Regions from separate parts of the Mus musculus genome. Here all the other regions are linked to region 1. The links are chromatin contacts, called in public Hi-C and promoter capture Hi-C maps. All regions are on one chromosome and are shown on one strand. Each heading gives the region's core, a stretch centred on a gene start, on an enhancer-like site or on the middle of the called end of the contact. The rest is flanking DNA. Distances are from core to core; before and after follow the strand shown. Region 1 holds the start of Acss1 (acyl-CoA synthetase short-chain family member 1). Region 2 has its middle 55 kb from the start of Cst10. Region 3 holds the start of Fam110a (family with sequence similarity 110, member A).

Region 1 (3,482 bases), core at 670-3,169:
GAACTTCTTAACCCAAGTTGAAGAATTTGCTGACTCAAGTCTAAAGGCAACACTTATCTAGTAAAAGACTCATTTAGATTAAACTTGTCAAGTGATATAATATACGGGGGAAAAATGACTTGTCCAAAGTTTCTTTAAAGTTTTGTGCTTTAAAAAAAGAACAGGGGGCTGGCAAGATGGCTCAGTGGTTAAGAGCGCTGACTGCTCTTTCGAAGTTCCCGAGTTCAAATCCCAGCAACCACATGGTGGCTCACAACCATCCGTAATGAAATCTGATGCCCTCTTCTGGAGTATCTGAAGACAGCTACAGTGTACTTACATATAATAAATAAATAAATAAATAAATAAATAAATAAATAAATAAATAAAAACAGACCCTATAATTTCTGAATATATTAAATCAGAACTGCTACAGCTTATTGATCACCAGTAAGCCTGGACAGGTTACTGTATCCCCACCCCCAGCACTGCGGTACAGACAGCATAAGAGGTGAGTATTGCTTTCTCATTTTACAAATGGGGCGATTGAGACGCACCAAAGCTGAAGAGGTAGTGAAACTGCAGACACCAGATTCCACCTCTAACTTTGGTCCTTAAACAAAGCATCACCTGCCACCTCGTCTTAAAGACCTTCAGTTCGTCCCTTACGCATCTCTGACCCATCCAACCCTCGCTCCCATCCCACAGGAATGCAAAAGTTCCCAACCCTCTGCTGTGCACCAGAGACACAGCCTGTCTGTCCAGCCCCTCTCAGTCCAACCCCTCCTTCAGTTCTCGGCTCCTCCGTGTGTTTCCCTGCCTCCACCCTCAGCAGAATCCGGGCTCATCAGAAAACTGACAGCTAGAGTGACTGATGTGTCTCGTTTAGAGATCAAGGGGGAGGCTGGTACATAGTCCAAGCTGGCTTTGAGTTCAGCTCCTCTTGACTCAGACTCCGGAGAGCTGAAGTTACACCTGCCTTTGACACTGTAGACGTTTGTTTTTGGGGTGCAGTTCTTAGACCGAGAACTTCCTGCCCACATACCCCAACCGGAGGAGATAAGCAGTTCCCTCCCAGGGGCTGACACTTTCTTCTTCCTGCACCCACCAAGCTCTGTTTACACTGCAAGGTTTGTCCTCAGGGGAGCCTCGAGCCCTAGCACCTGCAGTTGCCGATAGCAACCTATGTACTTTGCGTTTACCCTGCTGATCTGGGGGCCCTGAGTCAGAAAAGCCTGGACTCTTGGAGCATGGGCTCTCTCCATCTAGGCCTATCTGGGGTCCTAAGCTTTGTGTCTGAAGACAAAGCCCCCTAGAATCTGTGTTAGGGTAGAACACTCTGAGGTTAAACCGGGTATCCCCAGTTTCCCGCTAGAGACAGCGCTGCAGACTTGGGAGGGTAACTGCTGCTTCGCCAGCTGCAGTCTCTAGATCCGGTGGAATACAGAACAAAGTGACGTGACCCAAGGATTAGGGTGGGTGGTGAAGCATTCTGGAGAAAAGAGCCAAGGCCTGGGGGCAGCTGCTACTGACTGGAGCCTCCCGAGTCTCGGCGAAAATGAGCTGGACCCAGCAAGGCACTCACCAGACACATTCAACTGGCCTCCCAGGAACCAGCCGATCTTGCCCGTCCTGAAGTCACAGTCCCAGACAGTATGGTAAGGAGTGTCCCAAACTAGTGTGTCACGGGCCAGCGGCCCCCAGAAGGCGGCCGGCTCCTGGGCTGCCTGAGCGCTCAACGCGGGGTACGAGCCTGGTTGCGCTGCTGCAGGAACGCAGCCCGGGAGTCGGGTGGCGGTCGAGCGGGACACGCTCAGTGACCACCCCGATTGTCCAGAGCGCCCTTGCAGGCCACGCAGCAGTCGCCCCACACCGCTGCCGAGGCTGCGCGCCGCCATCTCGCCCGACGCCCCACGCGGGTGCGGTAGCCTGAGCGCCCCTAAGAGTCTCCACGGCCCCGCCCCGGCTCCGCCCCCGCGGCCACCACCCACTACTTCTCTCCCGGAGAAGCAGCTTCCTTGAGCCTGCCCCTTCCCACCTCTTCCCTCCTGGACAGGGACTCCGGGAGGTGGGTAGAACTAGGTTTTGTTGTGCGCCCAGTCCGGGGCTAGCCCGCGCTCTCGGCTTCAGTTTCCTGGGTTTCTGCGATCTCTTTTTACAGACCAAATAACTTTCTGGCTGGCGACAGAAGCTGCAAGTACACGGTTGGCCCAGCCTCCGGACCTGGGACACAGGCAGCGCTCTGAGATAAGATTGGGAACGCGTCTAAGTGGTCATAAGAGCGAAGCAGCTCACAGATGGTGTGGATGAACCGTCAGTTGGTTCAGCATACCATAGATTGAAGTCAAAGCTTTCCTCCTTAGGAGACCTTCTGAGAGTAAAGCCCTCTCCCAATGGTGTGGGCCTGTACAACCATGCCACACACACATAAATCACCCGCAGCGGGCTAAAGGGCTGATGAGCAACCCTGGGGGCCTTCAAACAGGAAAGGAGGTGCTATGAAGGCCTGAGTCCAGTAACAATATTTTGGTTACCAGCTGCTGACCTCTGCCAGGGCAGGTACCACTTCCTTGGGACCCTTTGCTGATTCCAGGTGGTGGGAAGCTATGGGAAAGAATAAATCAATGTCCATATCACATTGGGCCTCGTTGACCATCAGCTCCGTCATGAAGTTCAAGTTTTTGTTACTGAATAATCAAGAGTAAAAAGAAATGTGTCTCTACCAAATACTTAAGAAGTGAATAAATAATAAAAAAAATAAACACTAGAGGTCGGAGACTTTGGAAAACTGGTTTGTGGAGTTCTTCGGGCTGGCAAAGACTTTTTCCTGTTGGCAATGACAGCTGTAGATAGGTAGTTTCCTTGGAGGGGATACTGTGGGCAAGCTGCTGAGGAGGAAGGCGGTGCCAACAACTAGCACAGGCATATGTCCTGCCCTCAGCCAAGCACTTGTCCTTAATTCAAAAGTTAGGCAAGTGGGCACAGTGGTGCACATCTGGGGTCCCAGCTATTCACGAGTCCAAGGCAAAAAGATCACACCCTGGAGACCATGAGTTTGAGAGTAGCCTGAACAACATTGCTAGTCTCCACCTTAAGAAACCAAATCAAACCAAAAGCTAGGCTAGGGCCAGAAACAAAACAATGGAACACAGAAGGTTACATAGTGCTCGAATAAATAAGGAAGCACTCAAGCTAATAAAAAGAGACTTATAAAAGAGCACATTTTAGTTGAACACATAAAGCTATAGGTAAGAGAAAGGGCAGACTCTGCCAGGTGGTCTGAGAGATACCCACCAACACTTCCTCCTCCAGTGTGTACTCGGCATTTCCTGCTCCACCAAGACCAGGAGACTGAGCTGGAGGTGTGGAAGCTGAGTTGGGGGTGTGGCTCAGAGACAAAACACCTGCCTAGCATGCACAGGCCCTGAGTTCTACTGTCAGCATGCATAACCCTCTAAAAGGATGAAGATCCAGGCTAGCTGACCTCCTAGCTTTACTCCAGA
Region 2 (3,482 bases), core at 359-2,858, 1.3 Mb before region 1:
ACAGAAGCTACACAGATTCTGGGACAAGCCCAGTTTCGGGCCTTCATCTTCTGCCAGGATGCAGGTCCAAGTGCCAGATATCTGTCCACCTGCCCTGCAAGAGGAGAGCTGGTGAGGATGTGGAGAAAGAGGAACACTCCTCCATTGTTGGTGGGATTGCAAGCTTGTATAACCGCTCTGGAAATCAGTCTGTTGGTTCCTTGGAAAATTGGACATAGTACTACTGGAGAATCCTGCAATACCTCTCCTGGGCATATATCCAGAAGATGTTCCAACTGGTAAGAAGGACACATGCTCCACTATGTTCATAGCAGCCTTATTTATAATAGCCAGAAGCTGGAAAGAACCCAGATGCCCCTCAACAGAGGAATGGATACAGAAAATGTGGTACATTTTCACAATAGAGTACTACTCAGCTATTAAAATGAATGATTTTATGAAATTCCTAGGCAAATGGATGGACCTGTAGGGCACCATCCTGAGTGAGGTAACCCAATCACAAAAGAACTCACACAATATGTACTCACTGATAAGTGGATATTAGCCCAGAAACTTAGAATACCCAAGATATAAGATACAATTTGTGAAACACATGAAACTCAAGAAGAATGAAGACCAAAGTGTGGACACTTTGCCCCTTCTTAGAATTGGAAACAAAACACCCATGGAAGGAGTTATAGAGACACAATTTGGAGCTGAGACAAAAGAATGGACCATCTAGAGACTGCCATATCCGGGGATCCATCCCATAATCAGTTTCCAAATGCTAACACCATTGCATGCACTAGCAAGATTTTGCTGAAAGGACCCAGATATAGCTGTCTCTTGTTTGCCTATGTCGGGGCCTAGCAAACACAGAAGTGGATGCTCACAGTCAGCTATTGGATGGATCACAGGGCCCCCAATGGAGGAGTTAGAGAAAGTAACCAAGGAGTTAATGGGATCTGCAACCCTATAGGTAGAACAACAATATGAACTACCCAGTACCCCCCAGAGCTCGTGTCTCTAGCTGCATTTGTATCAGAAGATGGCCTAGTCGGCCATCTTGGAAAGAGAGGCCCATTGCTCATGCAAACTTTATATGCCTCAGTACAGGGGAACGCCAGGGCCAAGAAGTGGGAGTGGGTGGGTGGGGGAGTGGGTCAGGGAGCGTGTGGGGGACTTTTGGGATAGCATTGGAAATTAAATGAAATAAATACCTAATAAAAATAAAATTAAAAAAGTAATGAAAATAAATAAATAAATAAAATTTTAAAAATTCTGTCAATAACTAATAATTCAGAGATAACAATTGGGGCCTCCTCCACTCTTCTAAATTACTTAAGGTGTTCATCTCATGATAAATATCTATAATTGTTTTGAATTAATGCATTTTGCTGTCCTTTATTGCATCTTCCTGCTTTTACACACTACCTGCTCAATACTTGTCAATGTCTCCTGGCCCACAAAGGGGCAGTAACTCAAGATTCTGCAGGGCATGTTCTGAATCCACAGTCAAATGATTTGCAAGACCCAGAAGAACTGCTGATAATCCTTTCAGAACTAGTCCCCAGGATGAACTGCACCTGGAACTTACACATATGACCACCAGATGGCACCCTTGATCTTCTCATGAACCCCTGTCTCCAGATCTCACAATCCATCTCACCTCGACGTATGAGAAGCAATCGGGGTTTACTGTAAATGGTGGAGCTTTGCTATATAACATGCCCTGGTGACTTCTTACAGTCACAGAAGGTATCTGTCTAAATATCTGCCAGTGCTTCTCTGGGATAACTGGTGATACTAGGCTTCAATAACCATAGCATGTATTTGCAGATGGCAGTACCCTCCCCTACCACAACTTCTTTCTTTTCCTAGATCCACCAGGAAGTCCTCAATGAGAACTTTCAGTAAATGTAAGTAGTGTAAAATTAACCACAGTGAAAGACAGGAACTTCTCAGAGTAGCAGAGAGAGAGAGAGAGAGAGAGAGAGATCATAGTTTACATTTTTTCAAAACCTCATATTCCCTTGCAGAAACTGCTTATAAAATGCTGCTTTTATGTTTAGAGTTCTCCCTAAAAGCTATGTGACAAAGCACTTATTTCCCAGTGCTTTTCCACAGCACTTGGTAGTTCTGCTAATCAATGTTAATGTTTTCCAATTGTCCTCAGTACGACAATTATGTGTGCCCTTTGTGAGAACAAAGTGGGGTATTTCCACGTTTGTTAGGATCTCTTGTCCCTGTCTTGGAGTATGAGTCACCTATCTATACATTTCCTTTCATCTGGAGATTTCAGCTGATCTAATCACGACAAATATGGTGTTCAGTTGGTTTATGGAGTTAACTATCATTTCAAACTTCTAGTGTTCTGGGCATATGGTATTTCTATATAACAGAGTGTAGTGGAAGAGTCAGAATAAGAAAGAAGAGAAGCTGTTCTAAAGACAGAAAGTATGAAAAAGCCACAGAAATCCACACTGAATATGACCAGGATTGCTGAAAAGTCTAGAGAAAGGGAGAAGAAAAGAACAGTAACAAAAGTAGCCAAAACATTCTTGAAAAATGTCAGGAGTAGTACCACATAGCTTCTGGTCTCACTGTTACAGGTGCATAACTGAAGTCAGTAATATTTCCAGGTTATTATGCCCTGGAACAAAGATTTGAACTGAGGCACATGGATAGTAACAGAAAGGGAAACAGACAAGGAAGATGTTCACTTAAGGAGAAAAACAATTCCAAGTTCACACTATACCAGAACTGGAGAGAGACCAAAGCACATAAATGATTAATAAAAACAGAATTTCTGAGTCCCTTGTTCTGAAGATGTTCCCTATAAGGCTAAGTTTCCATAACCCTATTCTCTTCACCTTCACCAACTGTGGGTCTCTGTGATAATTGCAATCTACTGTATAAAGAAGCTTCTCTGAGCACAGTTGAGAGATGCACTAAACTGTTCTGCAAATTGAATTCAGATCCTCATTCTTTTAAAGCAAGCATTTTATTGACTAAGCCATCTTTCCAGAATCATATATATTCATTTCAATTAGGAAGTAAATAACTGCCTGGGAGTTTAATGTATCACTTAAGTCCCCAAATTTTTCCAACTTTATATACTAACGTGAGTTCAGTGTCTTAAAGGCATAATAATTCTGTGCTAATATCCACTTATCAGTGAAAGGAAAGGGAATAGCATTTGAAATGTAAATGAAGAAAATATATAATAAAAAGGATTTTAAAAGTTATAATAATTCATTATATGTTGTATGAAAAGTGGAAAGTGTCTGCTATGATGGTTTGAATGATATATGTCCTCCTTAGGATGTCGTATCTAAACTCGTTGTTGGTACTGTTTGGGAAAGGGTATAACATCACAGGAAGAAGCATAATATTTAGAGTTGACATGGAGAAGTCATATGCTTGTCTGTTTTGAGTTCACTTGTTCTGCTTCATGTGTGCAGAAGGTGTGATCTCTCAGCTTCCAACACCTGCCTCCATAC
Region 3 (3,482 bases), core at 351-2,850, 1.3 Mb after region 1:
GTAGCTGGAGGAGAGAGTGTGTGTGTGTGTGCTCATAACAATGCCTATGCTGGCTCTGCTGGCCAGAGTCCACCTGAGTGACACCACCCTATCCTGCTCCACCCCCAGCACAATACACAGCAAATGGCCAACAGATGTTGGCTTTGATCATCTTGATTCTGCAAGTTTCGGCCACCCTGACATTTTTGTGCCTGTGCTAAGCATCTCATTTGCCCGACACATTCCACTGGGGAAGATAATAAACTGCTTAATAAGACACCTCACGCATAATATGGAACAGACGCTACTGAGAAAAACAGGACACTCGGGGAGAGATCAGGCTACAGGAAGCTAGACGACGTGGAAAGAAATGAGGCAGTGGTGTAACTCATCTAGTAGATTGCTCTCTTAGCACAAACCAAGCCCTGGGTTCTATCCCGAAAATGGCACAGAACTGGTGTGCCAGTGGCACATGCTTGTCATCCGAGGAGGCAGATTTAGGAAGACGGAGAGTTCAAGACCAGCCTGGTCATACATAGTAAGATTGAGGCCAGCTTGGGCCATACAAGAGTTGGAGTAGGGAGCATGACACAAAGACAGATGGACAAGCACAGCTCCCCCAGAGCCAGAATGAGGCTCAGAGGAAGAGTAGTTCCCTTCATAAGAGATCCTCCATCGAGTCGGTGATTCCCTGTGTCAAGGACTGAAGACTTCTGCATAGTTAAGTCTGTGCCTTTGAGCAACAGCCTCAACTTCACAGAACCTCAGATTCCCCACCTACGAAACGAGATCAACAACAGGGGGGTAGGTAAGAGTCCAGCCTAAATTAGATGCTCTACTTGGGAGGGTCTGACCCTGCACCCAACTCTCAAGTCCAGTTCCAGCAACTCTGGCTTAGAGGTACCACACACACACACACACACACACACACACATCCACATGACTTCCAAGGCCTTTGGATCCGCAGTCCTAGGGACTCAACCCTGCCCTGCAGTCCTAGGGACTCAACCCAGGGAGGCCCTCTGAGAGGGCAGCACTGGGAACTGGGACTCTGTAGAACCCTGTAAGGCAGAAAAGTTGCGAATGGGGAGGGAATGGTATATGTCCTGAAGGGGAACTCCAAGGGCCGGTAGGGCACGGGTAGCCTAGCCCTGGGATCCCCTGAGCCACGTCTTCCCAATAAGCCCCTTAAAGAGTAACCCGCGGGGTTCCTCTGATCGGCCAGGAGCGGGAACTGCAGAGTGGGAAAGGGAAACAGCCTGGATCCTTTGCTGGCCCCCTGGGCTGGACACTAGACACGAACTCTCCTCTGTCGACCCCCTGTACTGAGACTCTTGCCCGGGTTAATGCGTGGGCACTGCCCCGGGACCCTCCGCCTCCTACCCCCATGCTCACCTGCAGCCCACGTCCAGAGGAATCCCGCTCCTCGCCGGCTGCCGAGGCTGACAGCTGGTGGTCCCTGCAGACCTGAGAAGGCTACTACGTGTGAAGACCGGCGAGCTCTTCCGAGTGGGACGCCCTGGCTGTCCCACGATTCCCTCCGGGAGAACGTCCCTGGGGCCCCAGAGGAAAGGGAAGTGAGCCCGCCGTCCCCGTTGCTGCAATGGTTCGCCCCGGACTTCCTGATTGGCCCGTCGCTTCCGTTCGAACGGCGCGCCACCCGGGTTGCCAGGCAACATCAGGAGCCGCAGATGCAGCAGGGCGACTGCTGCCCGGAGCCCAGCTGGCCGCTTGGCCTTCCGGCTGCCCAGGCCTTGGCAGACCTTTCTTCTCTTCCAGCTGGACTTCCTCGGTCTCCAGCTGCAAGAGTTACTAGTCCCAAATTTGTTTGCTTGGTTTTGCACAGGCACTAGTACCAATATTTTTGGGGTTTTGAGGCAGGGCCTTCACACATAACTAGCCTAGCCCAGGCTGGCCACAACCTCCTTAGTACTAGGATTATAGGTCTATGCCATACCTAGCTTTCTCTCCCTTCACTTTTTTCTTTGGAGGCAGGGTCTCACCAAGTTGCCCAGGCTGACTCGGAATTCATGCGTTTTGCCCAAGTAGTCCTCACACTTGCTGCCTGACTTAAGTCTCCCCATGAGTTGGTACTAAGTGACCACCCCCCAAACTAGGCCCTACTTCCAACTCAGCAGCTACCTCTCTGTGTGTTTACCCACAATCCTCTCTCCCTCTCTGTTCCCCTAACCTGAAATGGCAAGTCAATCCTCAAACGGGCACACCCGTAGCTCCCACTGTGCTTATCAAAACCAGATCAATTATAGACGTCGATCCTGGGAAAGAAGCTGAATCGAGCTTTCTACATAATTCTTGTCAGGACTCATGACCCAGCTCTGAGGTACCTACCTTCAACGCCGCTTTCCAGCTGGGAATACCATGCATTAACTTACAACGATTAGATTAAACGACATTTAAGAACAATGGGAGAATGCTAAGGAAGTGTCATGTTTTAAGCATACTTCAAAACTCTCTGTACAGCATAGATAGATATTAAATACATAACCATACTATTTAAATAAACATAGCCTATTTACAATAACAAACAGCAACTAATTCCTTTACACTTAAAAGATAATACTTTTATTCATTCATTGAGAATTTAATACATAAACACAGTGTATTTTAGTCGTATTTACCGCACTCTCTCCCCTTAACTCCTCCTACACCCACCCTCTCTTCCTCCTGTTTTTGTTTTTTTAAAAGGCACCAAGTCTAATCTGCTGCAACCCTTTAAAAAACTGACTTTCCTTCCCCCAGAAACATTCAGCTATAACTAACTAGCTCCTCCAGTGGGGGCTCATAGCCTCTCCCCTCTCTGTACTGAAATGTTAACTGGCTTGATCATGTACAGACAACCACAGCTGCTGTGGTTTGCCGGCGCAGTGGCCCTGAAGTGCCCACAAGAGTCTGTTTTACTCTGGTCCTCTCTGACCTCTGGCTCTTACAGTCTTTCCGTCCTGATTTGATACATATTTCACACCGGTGGCAGAGCCCTCCACAGACTCTTATTCCCAGCCCCTCGACCAGTTGTGCTGTCCATGGCACAGAAAACCTTCTCTGATGGCGTCTGTAAGCTGCATTAGTTTTATGGATATAGAGTGAATTTAGAAGGCAGTTTGATAGTGTGACCATTTAGCAAATAATAGCAGTAGGTTCACCCTGGGACCAGTAGGCTCCCTAACCATGGGTTCTTGGCCAGATTTGCAATACCAGACATGCACATCCTCCTGTGGAACAAGCTGTAAGTCCAACCAAAACGCTGTTGGCTACCACGAAAGCATTTGTGCCTTGCTGGTCACTATTGCAGTTCAGAGGATTCACATCTGGGTAAGACTGCTGACATCTCTTCTCTCCCAGCAGCCTACACTGCACCTCTGGCTCTGTGAAAGCTAACCTGCAGGAAAGATGCTGCCTCTCAGCACTTAGCTTCTTATTCATACTTCTGTGACATTTGCAAATTTCCAAGTCTTGAACTGTCACAGAATTTTTTAAACTTTTGT

The links. Promoter capture Hi-C pulls out the DNA fragments that hold promoters and counts their contacts. A called contact is a pair of places that touch in the nucleus more often than the background predicts.
Region 2: a Hi-C map of pro-B cells shows a contact between it and region 1, with 4 times the contacts expected there. The contact joins the enhancer-like site here to the promoter of Acss1 in region 1. A contact is called at or near these places in 13 of 39 promoter capture datasets (the 3T3-L1 cell line, 3T3-L1-derived adipocytes, cranial neural crest and 7 more), 3 of 15 datasets of contacts at CTCF or cohesin (large pre-B cells, pro-B cells and stem cell-derived epiblast-like cells), 37 of 484 Hi-C or Micro-C datasets (the AtT-20 cell line, B cells, CD4 T cells and 25 more), 6 of 115 datasets of contacts at active chromatin or transcription factors (the 230-238 cell line, bone marrow-derived dendritic cells, large pre-B cells and 3 more) and 1 of 9 other capture datasets (embryonic stem cells).
Region 3: a contact with region 1 is called in a promoter capture Hi-C map of pre-B cells, with 5 times the contacts expected there. The contact joins the promoter of Fam110a here to the promoter of Acss1 in region 1. A contact is called at or near these places in 1 of 39 promoter capture datasets (pre-B cells) and 1 of 115 datasets of contacts at active chromatin or transcription factors (double positive thymocytes).

The regions. Positions count from the first base shown.
Region 1 is chr2:150,666,321-150,669,802 of GRCm38.p6, forward strand. Acss1 (acyl-CoA synthetase short-chain family member 1) reads right to left here and starts at 1,920. Exons shown (of 14, transcript NM_080575.2): 1 at 1,565-1,920. The coding sequence starts at 1,877. It overlaps E130215H24Rik (RIKEN cDNA E130215H24 gene), which reads left to right and starts at 1,174. Exons shown (of 2, transcript NR_040331.1): 1 at 1,174-1,637; 2 at 2,141-2,612.
Region 2 is chr2:149,348,838-149,352,319 of GRCm38.p6, forward strand. No RefSeq gene overlaps it. Among named protein-coding and RNA genes, the nearest start is that of Cst10, 55 kb to the right of the region's middle. Within about 2 kb of position 1,609, at least 3 of the 459 cell types and tissues checked have an H3K27ac peak or open chromatin away from gene starts, as enhancers often do. A contact at or near this core is called in pro-B cells, where this site is marked.
Region 3 is chr2:151,978,619-151,982,100 of GRCm38.p6, forward strand. Fam110a (family with sequence similarity 110, member A) reads right to left here and starts at 1,601. Exons shown (of 2, transcript NM_146127.3): 1 at 1,375-1,601.